4 separate regions of the Mus musculus genome follow, and all the other regions are linked to region 4. The links are chromatin contacts, called in public Micro-C and promoter capture Hi-C maps. All regions are on one chromosome and are shown on one strand. The core of a region is the stretch at or near the end of the contact, and the rest is flanking DNA. Distances in the headings are between cores, read along the strand shown.

The links. Promoter capture Hi-C pulls out the DNA fragments that hold promoters and counts their contacts. A called contact is a pair of places that touch in the nucleus more often than the background predicts. Capture Hi-C pulls out chosen DNA fragments and counts their contacts.
Region 1: a contact with region 4 is called in a promoter capture Hi-C map of liver. The contact joins the promoter of Psmd11 here to the promoter of Myo1d in region 4. A contact is called at or near these places in 12 of 39 promoter capture datasets (the 3T3-L1 cell line, 3T3-L1-derived adipocytes, the C10 cell line and 6 more), 1 of 15 datasets of contacts at CTCF or cohesin (large pre-B cells), 9 of 484 Hi-C or Micro-C datasets (the HL-1 cell line, embryonic fibroblasts, embryonic stem cells and 3 more), 1 of 115 datasets of contacts at active chromatin or transcription factors (pancreatic cancer cells) and 2 of 9 other capture datasets (adipose tissue and liver).
Region 2: a Micro-C map of embryonic stem cells shows a contact between it and region 4, with 5 times the contacts expected there. The contact joins the promoter of Cdk5r1 here to the promoter of Myo1d in region 4. A contact is called at or near these places in 14 of 39 promoter capture datasets (the 3T3-L1 cell line, the C10 cell line, the SN4741 cell line and 7 more), 16 of 484 Hi-C or Micro-C datasets (CD4 T cells, LSK cells, Sertoli cells and 10 more), 4 of 115 datasets of contacts at active chromatin or transcription factors (SST interneurons, embryonic stem cells and large pre-B cells) and 2 of 9 other capture datasets (embryonic stem cells and macrophages).
Region 3: a contact with region 4 is called in a promoter capture Hi-C map of stem cell-derived epiblast-like cells, with 2.5 times the contacts expected there. The contact joins the promoter of Rhbdl3 here to the promoter of Myo1d in region 4. A contact is called at or near these places in 1 of 39 promoter capture datasets (stem cell-derived epiblast-like cells) and 1 of 484 Hi-C or Micro-C datasets (embryonic stem cells).

Annotation. Positions count from the first base shown.
Region 1 is chr11:80,427,219-80,430,453 of GRCm38.p6, forward strand. Psmd11 (proteasome (prosome, macropain) 26S subunit, non-ATPase, 11) reads left to right here and starts at 1,397. Exons shown (of 14, transcript NM_178616.3): 1 at 1,397-1,537. The coding sequence starts at 1,447.
Region 2 is chr11:80,475,719-80,478,726 of GRCm38.p6, forward strand. It overlaps Cdk5r1 (cyclin-dependent kinase 5, regulatory subunit 1 (p35)), which reads left to right and starts at 1,305. Exons shown (of 1, transcript NM_009871.3): 1 at 1,305-3,008. The coding sequence starts at 1,791. The coding sequence ends at 2,714.
Region 3 is chr11:80,299,567-80,302,597 of GRCm38.p6, forward strand. Rhbdl3 (rhomboid like 3) reads left to right here and starts at 1,346. Exons shown (of 9, transcript NM_139228.3): 1 at 1,346-1,705. The coding sequence starts at 1,595.
Region 4 is chr11:80,778,609-80,781,490 of GRCm38.p6, forward strand. It overlaps Myo1d (myosin ID), which reads right to left and starts at 1,417. Exons shown (of 22, transcript NM_177390.3): 1 at 1,090-1,417. The coding sequence starts at 1,184.

The DNA of each region.
Region 1 (3,235 bases), core at 147-2,646, 350 kb before region 4:
AAAAAAAAAAGAGACAGAAGCTGGAAGTGCCTTTAATTCTAGCACCTGGGAGAGGAGAAGGGAAGAGGGCACAGATAAGGGTGCTTGCTGCCAAACATGAGTCCCTGAGTTCAATCTCTGGGCTGGCCATGATTGTGAGTACTGACTTCTGCAAGAGTTCCCTTCTCCATGTGCATGCCATGGCATGTGAGTTCCCACAGACAGACAGACATAGAAGTAAAAACTTAAAAACTACAACAACAAATGAATTCAGTATAGTCTCATTAGCTCTCCATCAGATTGAGAAAGAAGGAATGACTTCTTGGGTGAGTGTGTGTGTGTGTGTGTGTGGGGGGGGGGGGATGATCACAGCATTACACCGAAGTTCATGGAATTTCAGAGTTGGGAGAATTTGGAAGCCAGTTTAGTTCACGTGACACAACAAAGTCAGGACTTCTGTTACCAGCATGGTGGGATATTACCCAGATTTCATTAGAAAATGCAAAGGGTGGGAATGTCTTTCCTACCAGGTCTCAGTTCTGTCAGTCACTTTATTCCCTTCAGTTTCCTTAGGTATTAATTAAATATTTTTTCAAAGACTCTTGTTGAGTATTGTTGGACAAATGAAAGGAGACAGGTATAGAGATTGATTAGTCCAGTCATAGAGGAGTATAATGTTGGTTCTACTTAGTTTTTTATACAGCACAGCTATTTAATTTCCAGATTGTCATCAACTTAGAAGGTCTCCCTCTGTATAGGTTTAGCAACATCTTTAGGTTGATCCTTAGTGATAAGAAACATGCTTTTTTCCCCTTTCCCTTGATATCTTCACAGATATCCTATTACAGTTGAAGGAATTGGAGATACGGGAGGAAAATTTTGTTCTATTGTTGAGCTGGAAAGCTGGTATGAGTCAAATGTGAATCTCAAGAACTATTTAGATTGAATGATTGGGTCAAAGATGACTTTCAATCCACAATGTGAAGCTCTGTCCGATGATGGAATGGCTATTTGTGAAAGACAGTGTTCTTTTACATTGGCGATTTCTTCCGTCCTGGAAGGGAGTGTGTGTATGTGTCCTCCCTGCAAAACATCTGAATGAATCTGAACGGTGCTATTCCTGCCACATAATAGGCAATTTGAAAGATCATCTATCGCTATGAGTGACTGGTTACACGGGGATACTATACAAACAGCCAAGCAGCTTTCCTTGAGTACTCAGCCTCTTTTGGAGTGGTGGGGATTAATTTCGGTTTGTCTCTTCAGATGGCCGCGAGATGGCGATGGGGGAGCTCGTTTGTCGCTTGCGGGACGCTCCTGGGCCACCCACGGGGCAGAGAGACTACAACTCCCGGGGTGCTCGGAGAAGGGAGGCGGGGTCTTCTGGTAGGAACGCGAGGGCGGGTCTTCCGGGTGTGTGTTTCCGGCGTCGGCGGCCGCGGCCGGGGACGGTGTGAGAGCGGTAAGATGGCGGCCGCAGCGGTGGTGGAGTTCCAGAGAGCCCAGTCTCTACTCAGCACCGACCGGGAGGCCTCCATCGACATCCTCCACTCCATCGGTAAAGGGCCTGGCGCCGTCCCCGCGGCTCCGCCGTCCCGGCGCGGCCTGTGTGGGTCGGAGGCGGCGGAGAGGGGCCGGGCTAGCCGGCTATGGTGCTGCTGACTCACTGTGTGTGAGGGGGGCCGGGCTGGGGGCGCAGGCCGCTCGGGGACCCCAGGAGCCCCATGGCTTCCAATCGGGCGGGAAGCCCCTAGGCAGCCGGCCCGTCCACCTGCTGCCTGCTGACTCACGGTGGGCGCAGCGCAGCGCAGCGTGGCGAGCGGGCCGGGCCAGGTTCGCTACCCCTCAAGGGTCCCCGATTGTGGCCCGCGCGAGCTGGCCGGGGGCTGAGAGTGGCGGCCCGGGACAGACGGGTCGGAGAGTGTGTTGTTGAGAGGTCCGGGCGACTGCCGCGCAGGACTGACATTTCCCGCCGTTGTTATCAGCACAGGTTGCTCCGGGTGGGAGCGCGAGCGCTTCTCTTGGAGTTTTCTTCCGGGACGCTGGGAGCTGTCGCTTACAGCCAGCCCTCAGCCGCAGCCGCCGGCAGCAGAGGGCCACTTTCTGGGTGTGGGAAGTTGAGGGGTGCCACACGCTTAAGATTGGTATTTGACCGGTGTAGCTTGTGAGCTGAAGTGTCGTCCGAGTGGGACCGCCGGGACAGAGGAGGTGACTCATTTTTCCCAGTAGGGGTTGAAGTTTAGTTCTGAGTTCTGAGAGGCTGTCGTTCAGGGAACTTTTTGGGACCGGCGGGCCGCACATTGCTGGAGAAAAAGAAAAATTTTAATACCATAGCGTGATTGTCTTAAACCGTAGGGCAACAGGAAAGTTGAAGTAGGAACCTCCAGCCGGTCGCTTTCTACTGGGATTCAGGTGTAAATAGAAATAAGTGGTTGATGGCAGAGAAGGCCTTTTAATATTCATTCCTTAAGGGTTCAGTTAGAGAATGAGCTTCCTCCTGTGGTAATGTGAGGTTTTTTTTTTTTTTTTTTTTTTTGGTTTTTTGAGACAGATTTTCTCCATGTAGCCCTGGCTGTCCTGAAACTTACTTTGTAGACCAGGCTGGCCTTGAACTCAGAAATCCGCCTGTCTCTGCCTCCCAAGTGCTGGCGTTAAAGGCGTGTGCCACTATGCCCGCCCGGCGTGAGCTTTCAAATGTAGCCTGGGAGATTCGGATTGGATCAACAAGTTGTTGGTGAATGCAGGTATATGAGGGACTGCCAGGATGTTGATGCTTATGTTGACTTAACTGAGTTGCTGAGTCTTGAATTTCTGTACACAAGACTTGTACCAAGAAAGGACACTGTCAACAGCTTGAAGTTCTTGACTCTGGGAATACTAGAAAGGAGAGGAGACGAGAGAGCACAGTGCATTGTGAAGGAATCATGAAGAGTTTCATTTCGAAGTTCTGATAGTGTCCGTTTTAGAGCAGAGTACCATAGCCATCGGATGTTTTTACAAAGACATTTTTCTGTGATCACACTTTAATATTTAGATCACACTTTAATATTTAATAATCTGCGGAGCATAAAAGTTTTTTGTGCATAGTGCCTGATTTGTTTGCCTTTCAGAAAGTAGAAATTACTAATAAACATTGCCATTAGAGTATTTCACCTTTATCAGACCCTTTATGAACCTTAACCTATTTTCCAAATGAAACTACCAAACAAATAAGGGAAAAAAAAACAACCCTCTAAAGAAAAGTAAAATACAGATA
Region 2 (3,008 bases), core at 55-2,554, 300 kb before region 4:
CGGCCTGTGTCTCAAGGAAAGGTTCCAAGTCATGGATTAATTTTGAGCAGAGTTGTTAGAAAGCCAGTGTGACACTGGCCTTCATTCCCCGTCCCCCAATGTAATTATTTACTCTCCCCCTTCCCGGTTTGAGTTGAAGTCTCCATCCTCACCACAGCACGTCCTACTACTGGCTCTGGACCATACTCCAGAGCTGTGAGCTAACACTTCATTATTTCGTTTATAGGTTACCCAGTGTCAGGTGCTGTGTTCTAGTAATAGCAGGTACCACTCTGTTCTATGAGAAACATTGTTAGGAAGGGGCCACAGCGAAGCTAGCCATCCTGTGTGCTTGGTAAGGTCCTGGAAAAACTTTTTTTGGGGGGTGGGGTGGGGTGGTAACAGGGCAGGGCACTTACCTCTCTGGTCACCCTGGTCCCTAACCTGGAAGTACTTAAGCCTAATGACCTCAACAAGATTCTTGTTTTGGGTGTTTTCAGGAATTCTCTCAGGTTCGGAGTTGGGAGTCTGAGTTAAGATACAGGTTGGCTTATTTGACAATTTGGGTCTCCAGAACCAGTCCAGAATGAATGACTTGTAATTCGGCAGTGGCCTTTGTGAAGGACATGGAGGCTGATTGTGAACTATGTGTCGGTAGTCAGAACCAGATTTTCTTGCAATTTTACTGTCATCAAGTTTTAAAATGGGCAAATAAGAAACTGGCCTAAAGGCGCAGCAGCTTCAATTTTGACAGCCTCCGTGATAGGATCTCTAGGCCGCCCTCATCCTTCTGGCCTGGCTTTCCTAGAGTCTTAATGGGTGCCGGGCTTTTACGCTGATGCTGATTGCGGCTCTTCCTTTCTCCAGCGCCCGGGCCAGCTCTCCGCACCGCCCGCAGCCTCTGCCAAGGGGGCCGCGGCGGGAACAAAGGCAGCACGTGTCTGGGCGGGGCCCGCCCTCCGCCCCGCCCGCCCCCTCGCCCTCCCGCCCGCCCTCCCGCCTGGAGAGCTCCGCTGCGCGGCGCCGGAGCTCACGAGGCCGGGCTCCGCGCGCGGCGCAGGCACCTTCCAGGTGGAGACCCGGCTTCGCGCGTTCCCGCCGCCCGCGCCGTGTCCCGTAATGGGCGCGCCCACTAGAGGCGCCACCGTGCGCCGCTCGCGCTGAGGGACGCGAGTGGCGGCGACCTGGCGGCGAGACCGAGCGGGCGTGTGGACCGCGCGCGCGATCCGGAGAGGCGGCTTGCAAGGCGCGCGCCGGGGCGGGGCGGGGCGGGGCCGGCGGGCTCGCGGCGGAGACGCAGGCGGGGGCCGGGCGGGGGCGGGGCCGCGGCGTCTGCAGAACCTTGGACAGAAGCAGGGAGCCGCCGCCGCGCCGAGTCGAGCACCCGGGCCGCGGCGCGCATTGCGGAGGGCCTGGGACGCAGCGGCTGCGCCTGCCGCGGGAGCCTGCCTGACTGCGGGTAAGCCTGCGCGGACCGGGGCCGTGTGCGCGGCCTGGTTGGATTCCTGCTGCGGAGGCCACTGCGGCTCTTTGACCGGTGCCGCAGTGGAAGCACAGGCTGGGGCTCGACGGGGCCGCAGCCCGGGGGTTCGGGCCTCGGAAGTGCGAGCGGAGGGGCGCGGCGTGGAGCCCCGCCCGGGGCTGAGAACCATCTTGTTTTCCACGCAGATCCGCAGGACTAAACGCGTCGTGTCCCGGGAGCGCCTCCTTTCTCTCTGCGGCCGCTACAGGCTCGGTAAGCCTTTACCCCCCTCCAGCCGGCAGGCTGGGCGCGCGGGGGTGCCGGCCCCTGCCGGGCGCGCAGTGGCACCATGGGCACGGTGCTGTCCCTATCCCCCAGCTATCGGAAGGCCACACTGTTTGAGGATGGCGCGGCCACCGTGGGCCACTACACGGCCGTGCAGAACAGCAAGAACGCCAAGGACAAGAACCTGAAGCGGCACTCCATCATCTCGGTGCTGCCTTGGAAGAGGATCGTGGCGGTGTCAGCGAAGAAGAAGAACTCCAAGAAGGCGCAGCCCAACAGCAGCTACCAGAGCAACATCGCGCATCTCAACAATGAGAACCTGAAGAAGTCGCTGTCCTGTGCCAACCTGTCCACATTCGCCCAGCCCCCGCCGGCTCAGCCGCCCGCACCCCCAGCCAGCCAGCTTTCTGGCTCCCAGACTGGGGTCTCCTCTTCTGTCAAGAAGGCCCCGCACCCTGCCATCACCTCTGCAGGGACACCCAAACGGGTCATCGTCCAGGCGTCCACTAGTGAGCTGCTGCGCTGCCTGGGTGAGTTTCTCTGCCGCCGGTGCTACCGCCTGAAGCACTTGTCCCCAACGGACCCCGTGCTCTGGCTGCGCAGCGTGGACCGCTCCCTGCTTCTGCAGGGCTGGCAGGACCAGGGTTTCATCACACCGGCCAATGTGGTCTTCCTCTACATGCTCTGCAGGGATGTCATCTCCTCTGAGGTGGGCTCCGACCATGAGCTCCAGGCTGTCCTGCTGACCTGTCTGTACCTCTCCTATTCCTACATGGGCAATGAGATCTCCTACCCGCTCAAGCCCTTCCTGGTAGAGAGCTGTAAGGAAGCCTTTTGGGACCGTTGCCTCTCAGTTATCAACCTCATGAGCTCCAAGATGCTGCAGATCAATGCCGACCCACACTATTTCACACAAGTGTTCTCTGACTTGAAGAATGAGAGCGGTCAGGAGGACAAGAAGCGACTCCTCCTGGGGCTGGATCGGTGAGCCCCTGTAGCCGGTATCCTGGCTCAAGGATTCCACTTGTTTTTAAATTTTATTACTAAAAGAATCAAGTTTTGTGTACAGTATGTGTCTAGCAGAGCCACCAAGGGCCTCTTCCCACGTTCTTTCCTTGGGGTTTTTTTTTAGCCCTTTCAAGAACTCTGGGGACTTTCGAACTGATGAACCTTGCGCGAACCCAAAAGATGCATTCAGAGCCACTTCGGCTGCTGACCACTCACTTTCCGGGACTCAAGGGACTGACTTGCCCATGTCACCTGTACCCACGATGGATCCAGG
Region 3 (3,031 bases), core at 96-2,595, 480 kb before region 4:
TAGGCTTTTTTATCAGAAAGAATTCAGCCTCTCTTCTGTCCCCTGAAGGCAGTTTTCAAAAAAATCACACCCCCATGCAGACAGTTTTATTTACAAGGAAATCTTGGCAGGATCTTGACTTGTTAGTAGAGTAGAGATGGGGGAGGGGTGGCAAGAAACAAAAATAGTTGGAATGATCACACTTTCTGAAACCGAGATGAAAATTGGTGTCTGTTGCAAACTCACCTAATTAGGATGGAACTGATTTCCTTCTGGGTTTAAGAGGAGTAGTCAGTGCTGGGCGAGATGGTCACAGGTTGGATCCTGGGTTTGCACGATGTGGTTACATTTGCGTTATGAAAATGAAGGTGTTAATTGCAACTTCTGATAATAATAATAATCCTTTGGACGTCGAGAGGGGTAATGATGATGCGGAGAGGTTGAAGGGCTTTGGTTCTGTATGTAGGCTGCCGGAGGAGCGGGGGTGGGGGTGTGTGTGGGTGTGGGGAGTGTGGGAGGGGGAGGGGCGGCTGAACCAGGACTGAGCCCCTGAGCCTCCCTTGAGGAGCATCTACCCCAGCCCGGGCACTGGCACAAATTATAGTTAGGTGGGAAGATCGCTTTTCCCACAGGTACTCTGTCTCCCATTTTTCTTCTTTAAACATCCTTTAGTACTTTGCTAACTTCATTCCTGGTTTTTAGTTTTAGTTTTTTGTTTTTGTTCCCCACCACCCCCACCCCCACCCCCGGCCAGCTCTCCCCCCACCCCGCAATCCCTCCCCGGCACTCCACCCCTCCGCTCCTGTCTGGCAGGGCACTACTTTCCTGGATTTAACATGGTCGAGAAACCTGAAGATAGCATACAGCTCTAGATGGAGAGGTAGGGCAAAGGTTAGGATTTAGGGTCCCAAACCACCTGACCTTTCTCTCATCTCTAGGCTTTCCCAGACCTCCCAGAATCCAAGACCACAGCGAACAGAGAGAGGTCTTAAGGGTGGCTGGTGGAATCCAATTTTCACATCTCACTCTCAATTCAGTCCTATTTAACCCTGACATGGCCAACTTCGTGAGAACCTCGCTTCTGCCTCCGTCACACAATCTGCTGCTTCCAAGTGATGGTTAACCCGGTGCTGAGCTGAGCAGGCTGAGGGCAACGCAGTCCCCATCTCCGGGCGGGAGGAGCGGCGGCTTGTCGCTCGCCTCCCGGCAGCCAGCCCTCCCTCTTTCCCTCCCTCCCTCCCCGCGGGCGGCCTGGGGGGGCGGGGGCCCCGCGAGCAGCCCCGCCCCCGCCGCGCGCCACCCCGGAGGAGTCCGTGGGGAGGAGGAGGCTCGCGCGCAGAGCGGGGGCCGCGCGGAGCGGGAAGGAGCGCGGGGAGCGGTAGGGCCCGGCTGGCCCAAGGGCGCCCTGCCTCGGGCCCGCGACAGAGGCCAAGAAGTTTGGCGGCTAGGGGCCCAGCGCCCCGGGTCGCGGGGGCCGCAGTGAGGGCGGTGGGGAGAGCAGAACCATGGGAGCGAGCGCGGAGGCGGCGAGGGGCGCAGCTAGCTCCTGGAGCAGCACGGCCGCGGCGGCGCAAAGTTAGCCCGGCGCCCCGGGACGAGCGCCGCAGTCTGGGCCATGGGCGAGCACCCCAGCCCCGGCCCCGCAGTGGCCGCCTGCGCGGAGGCTGAGCGCATCGAGGAGCTGGAGCCCGAGGCCGAGGAGCGACTGCCCGCCGCGCCAGAAGACGTGAGTGCCCCCTCCTGTGTCCCTCAAACTTTCTGGGGGGCGCCACGCGGGGAGACGCCACTGCCTCAGCTCCCTACCCCGCAGACAACTTAGAGGCTTCAAGGTTATGTCACCGGAGCGTCCGGGATGAGTCGGGGGTCCCCGAGGGTAGGAGAGATAGGTCTCCCCCAAATGCAAGCGCGCGCTCCCCACCCCGCTCGGGTTCCCGCGGCTTCACTGCGGGACACAGCCCGGGCCACTGCGCCGGGAACCTGTCGGCTGCCGAGCCCCCTCCCCGCGGCTGGTGCAGTGCCCGGGACACGGCGTTTTCCTGCAGAGGCGGCCGCGTCACTGTAGTGACTTCCCCTCCCCTCCCCTCAGCGACCTGCGGACTCTGCAAGCCCGGGGAAGGAACCGGCGCCGCAGATGCCCAGTCTCTGATCAGCGCAGACCGCTCTGGAGACCCCTTCTCGGCTGCCAGATTAGCTCCCGCCGGCGTCAGTCCGGTCGCGACACTGATTGAAATTCAAACTGATCTCAGTCCCTGAACCCAGCCAGAGCTAGCTGGGTCGAAATGCTCCCAGCAGGGGGCTCAGGAGTCCCTGACCACCTCGGTGCCAGGAACGGTCCCCTGGGGCAGGGTAGGGAGGGGTTACTCCAGAGGGCTTTCCTGCCATCTGCCGCTTAGATCTCTTGTCTGCTGTCCTGGGAGGCGAGGCAGGATCTGGAAAGCCCCGGGTGCTTGAGTTGATGAAACTACTCCCTCTCGGCACCCTGCCTCGGACCTGTCCCTCCTTCAGAGTAAAATTAAACCAGAAACCCCAGCCTACGAAACCACAGCCAGCAAATCTGAATGGGCCGGGAGTCTAACATCTCTCGGGTTTGCGTAACTAAACCTGTCACTTTGTCCTGGCCCTAACTCCTGAGAGAGTCTTCTGTATTCAGTACTTGCACTCAGTCTTGGAAGCATATTGGGGAACACACACACACACACACACACACACACACACACACAGAGTGCTCAAGCAGGGGCGAGTCTCCTGAGCAGAGTCCTCCAACAGACAAGGTCTGAAGGTGTACTCCGGGAGTAGATGTGGACGTGACCTTTCCGTAGCAGAAGTTATCAGAAACCCGGAGACACGGTTGGGAATCGTCCTTGTTCTCATTCCAGCATCTGACTGTGTTCCCCCCCCCCAAAAAAAAACACCCCATTCCCACACCGTACTGTGCGAGTTCTGCCTTCGCTCACACGGGGACTTTTCAGGTTTCATCTGGGGGGCCCCTGAACCTGATTCTGACTGCTGGGCAACAGCTGGGAGGTGATGTCAGAAACCTCAGGGGTCTACA
Region 4 (2,882 bases), core at 167-2,666:
AAAATTACAGAATTGTAGTTGACAGTAAAATTGAGGTAAATATCCAAACCTAATTATGATTTTCAGGTTTAAGTTTAAAAAGTGATATTTGGCTATAAAGTTTACAAGTAACAGACAGAGCAAAGCTTCCGGGAAAACACAAACAAACAAATAAACAAGTAAGCACACGCTTCAAGCTGAAACTCCGTTTCAGTTTTTTTTTAAAGTCAAAACACTTTAATACTCAGATTACATATTACTGTTTGAAAATGAAATAATTACGTATAGAAGACTTTCTAAAATAAGTTCCTCTTGGAAGCCCATTTTGGGGCATTGTGTTGTAACTAAATTCTCAAAGATGTCAGTAACACAAAGGCTCCATCCATACATAACTCCTTGAAAAAACTGAAACCATGGACGCCTTGTCAAATTCAGACAGTTTATCTTGGCACTGGCAAGTACAGCAGTCTCTTCGATGTCTGGAAACGGGTCTAATTACGTCGAATGAGTAACTAAAAAATAGCCCGTGTCCCGGAACAGACAGCTTAGGGTTCACTCCATAGCATCCTGAATGGTAGGATGGAACCACGCCAGAAAGAAAGAAAAGAGAAAAAAAAAAGAAGAAGAAGAAGAGGAAGGAAAGAAACGAGAAAAGAAAATCGAGCGTGAAAGCAGGAGATAGATGCCAGGCTCTTTTAAAACAACCTTCCAGTTTTCCTGGGGCTGCCAGGGCCATCACGCCGCTCCTAAGTTTTTCTTTTCCCTTACTTTTGTTCCATTAAGTCACCCGGTCCCGCCCACATCATTTACCTGGCTCAGGGCGGGCTGGTGCACCCCTAAGCGACCTCAAGCCCAGCATGCCCCTAATCAAGACACCACACAGGGACGACCCCAGACCCCTAAAGTGCAGTCCTAGACCTCATCACACCCTGGAGTCCCAAGGCCGCACCAAGGAAGAGTCCTCTCTCTGGGAGGCGTGACCACCCAGCGCCGCGGACCCCCTGTCACCCCGCCGCACTCACTCGCGGGAGCTGCTCGCCCCGGTCACCCCGAATCCTCAGCAGCGCCCCCTCTCGGGAAACCCCGGCATGGCTGTCGAGACGCGCTCACCTGAGCCTAAGGTTGGCCATGAACTCGGGCATGGAGACGGTGTCCATCAGCACGAAGTCCGCCTTGCCGAACTCAAGGCTCTCCTGCTCCGCCATGGCGCCGGCTCAGGTGGGAGCGCTCGGGTTGGGGCGGGGGTGCTCGGCACCTTTGGGCGGGGTCGGGCCGGAGAGAGAGAGAGAGCGAGAGAGACGGCCGCCACTCCTCAGAGCTCCAGCCGGCGCGGCTCTGAACGGGCGAGGCCGGCGGCTTCCGCTCCTCCCGCGGTGGCTGCGGGTTGTGTGGGGGCCGTGGTGGCGAGACGGAGACGGCGGCGGCTGGTCCCGCCTCTAGCCTGGGTCCCGCTGGGCCCCGCCCCGCCCCGCCCCGGCCGCTCGGGCTCCGCCCCGCCGATGAGCCCGCCCAACCCCGGCCCAGCCGCCTCCTCACCTGGGCGGCGCGCACGCGTGGGGCGGGGACGCGCTCTGGGCCAGCCGCGGCGGCTAAGCGGCAGCGCCCCCTAAAGACAGGCACGGGCATCTAGCGTGGCGGGGAGCCGTGTGGACCTGACTCTGGGTAGAATAGGCCTTGTTGCCTTCTTCAACCCCTGCCTAGTAGATGCCAACAAACTTACAAATTTACAAACTTATAACTTGAGCGGCTTTGGCGCGAATTATCCATTATGATTCCCTCACATTCTTCTGTGCTCATGTGCCATCCATCCTTGAAATGGTGGCTGAATAGTTATGGCAATGGTAGAGAATACTTCCAGGTCACCGAAATGTTTAGAGCTGTTCTAAGTGCTTTAGCAAACTTAAGTAACTTGTCACACTGCTAGGAAGTGGAGGAGCTGCGACTTCGTGGAGGTCATCTGATTTACGAACCCCAGCATTCAGCCACATGGCTTACTCTTCATTTCCAGTGGTCCATTTTTTTCCACTCATGTGAGCATGTCATCAGACTAGTACCTTATACTAGTAATTTTTTAAAAAATGTATGAATCATCTCCTCGGGATGATTGCAGCTTCTAGCATAGAGGACCATGTCCTAAACTTTTTTTTTATATCCCCCACCTCCACTCTCTACACATTCCAAGAAGCTTATAGTAGTAGTTTGTATTATAAATAAGAAATCCATGAAATTAGTTCCATAGATTGTAATGAGTTATGATCTCCAATTTCAAGACACACTGGGTGTTCTTAAAATGGTTTTTGTTGGGGGGAGGGGTGTTGCTGGAGAGATGGCTCAGTGGCTAAAAGCACTTGCTGTTCTTACAGAGGACCAGAGTTAATTTCCCAGCATCCACAACAATAGCTTTGCCTGTAACTCCAGTTCAAGGAGATGAGACACCCTCTTCATACCTCTGAGGGTACCAGGCAGGAACATATATACATGCAGGGACTCACACAGTCACATAAAATAAAGGTGAATAAATATTTTTTTTTTAAACTTTTCTTTCAGGGGCTGGTGAGATGGCTCAGCGGGTAAGAGCACTGACTACTCTTCCCAAGGTCCTGAGTTCAAATCCCAGCAACAACGTGGTGGCTCACAACCACCCATAATGAGATCTGACACCCTCTTCTGGTGCATCTGAAATCAGCTATAGTGTACTTATGAATAATAATGAATGAATCTTTGGGCTGGAGAGAGCAGGGACTGAGCAAGTGAGGCCTACCAGAGTGAGCAGTGTTGACTGGAGCGAGCAGAAGTCCTAAAAATTCAATTCCCAACAACCACATGAAGGTTCACAACCATCTGTACAGCTACAGTGTACTCACATACATAAAATAAATAAATAAATTTTTTTTTAAAAAACT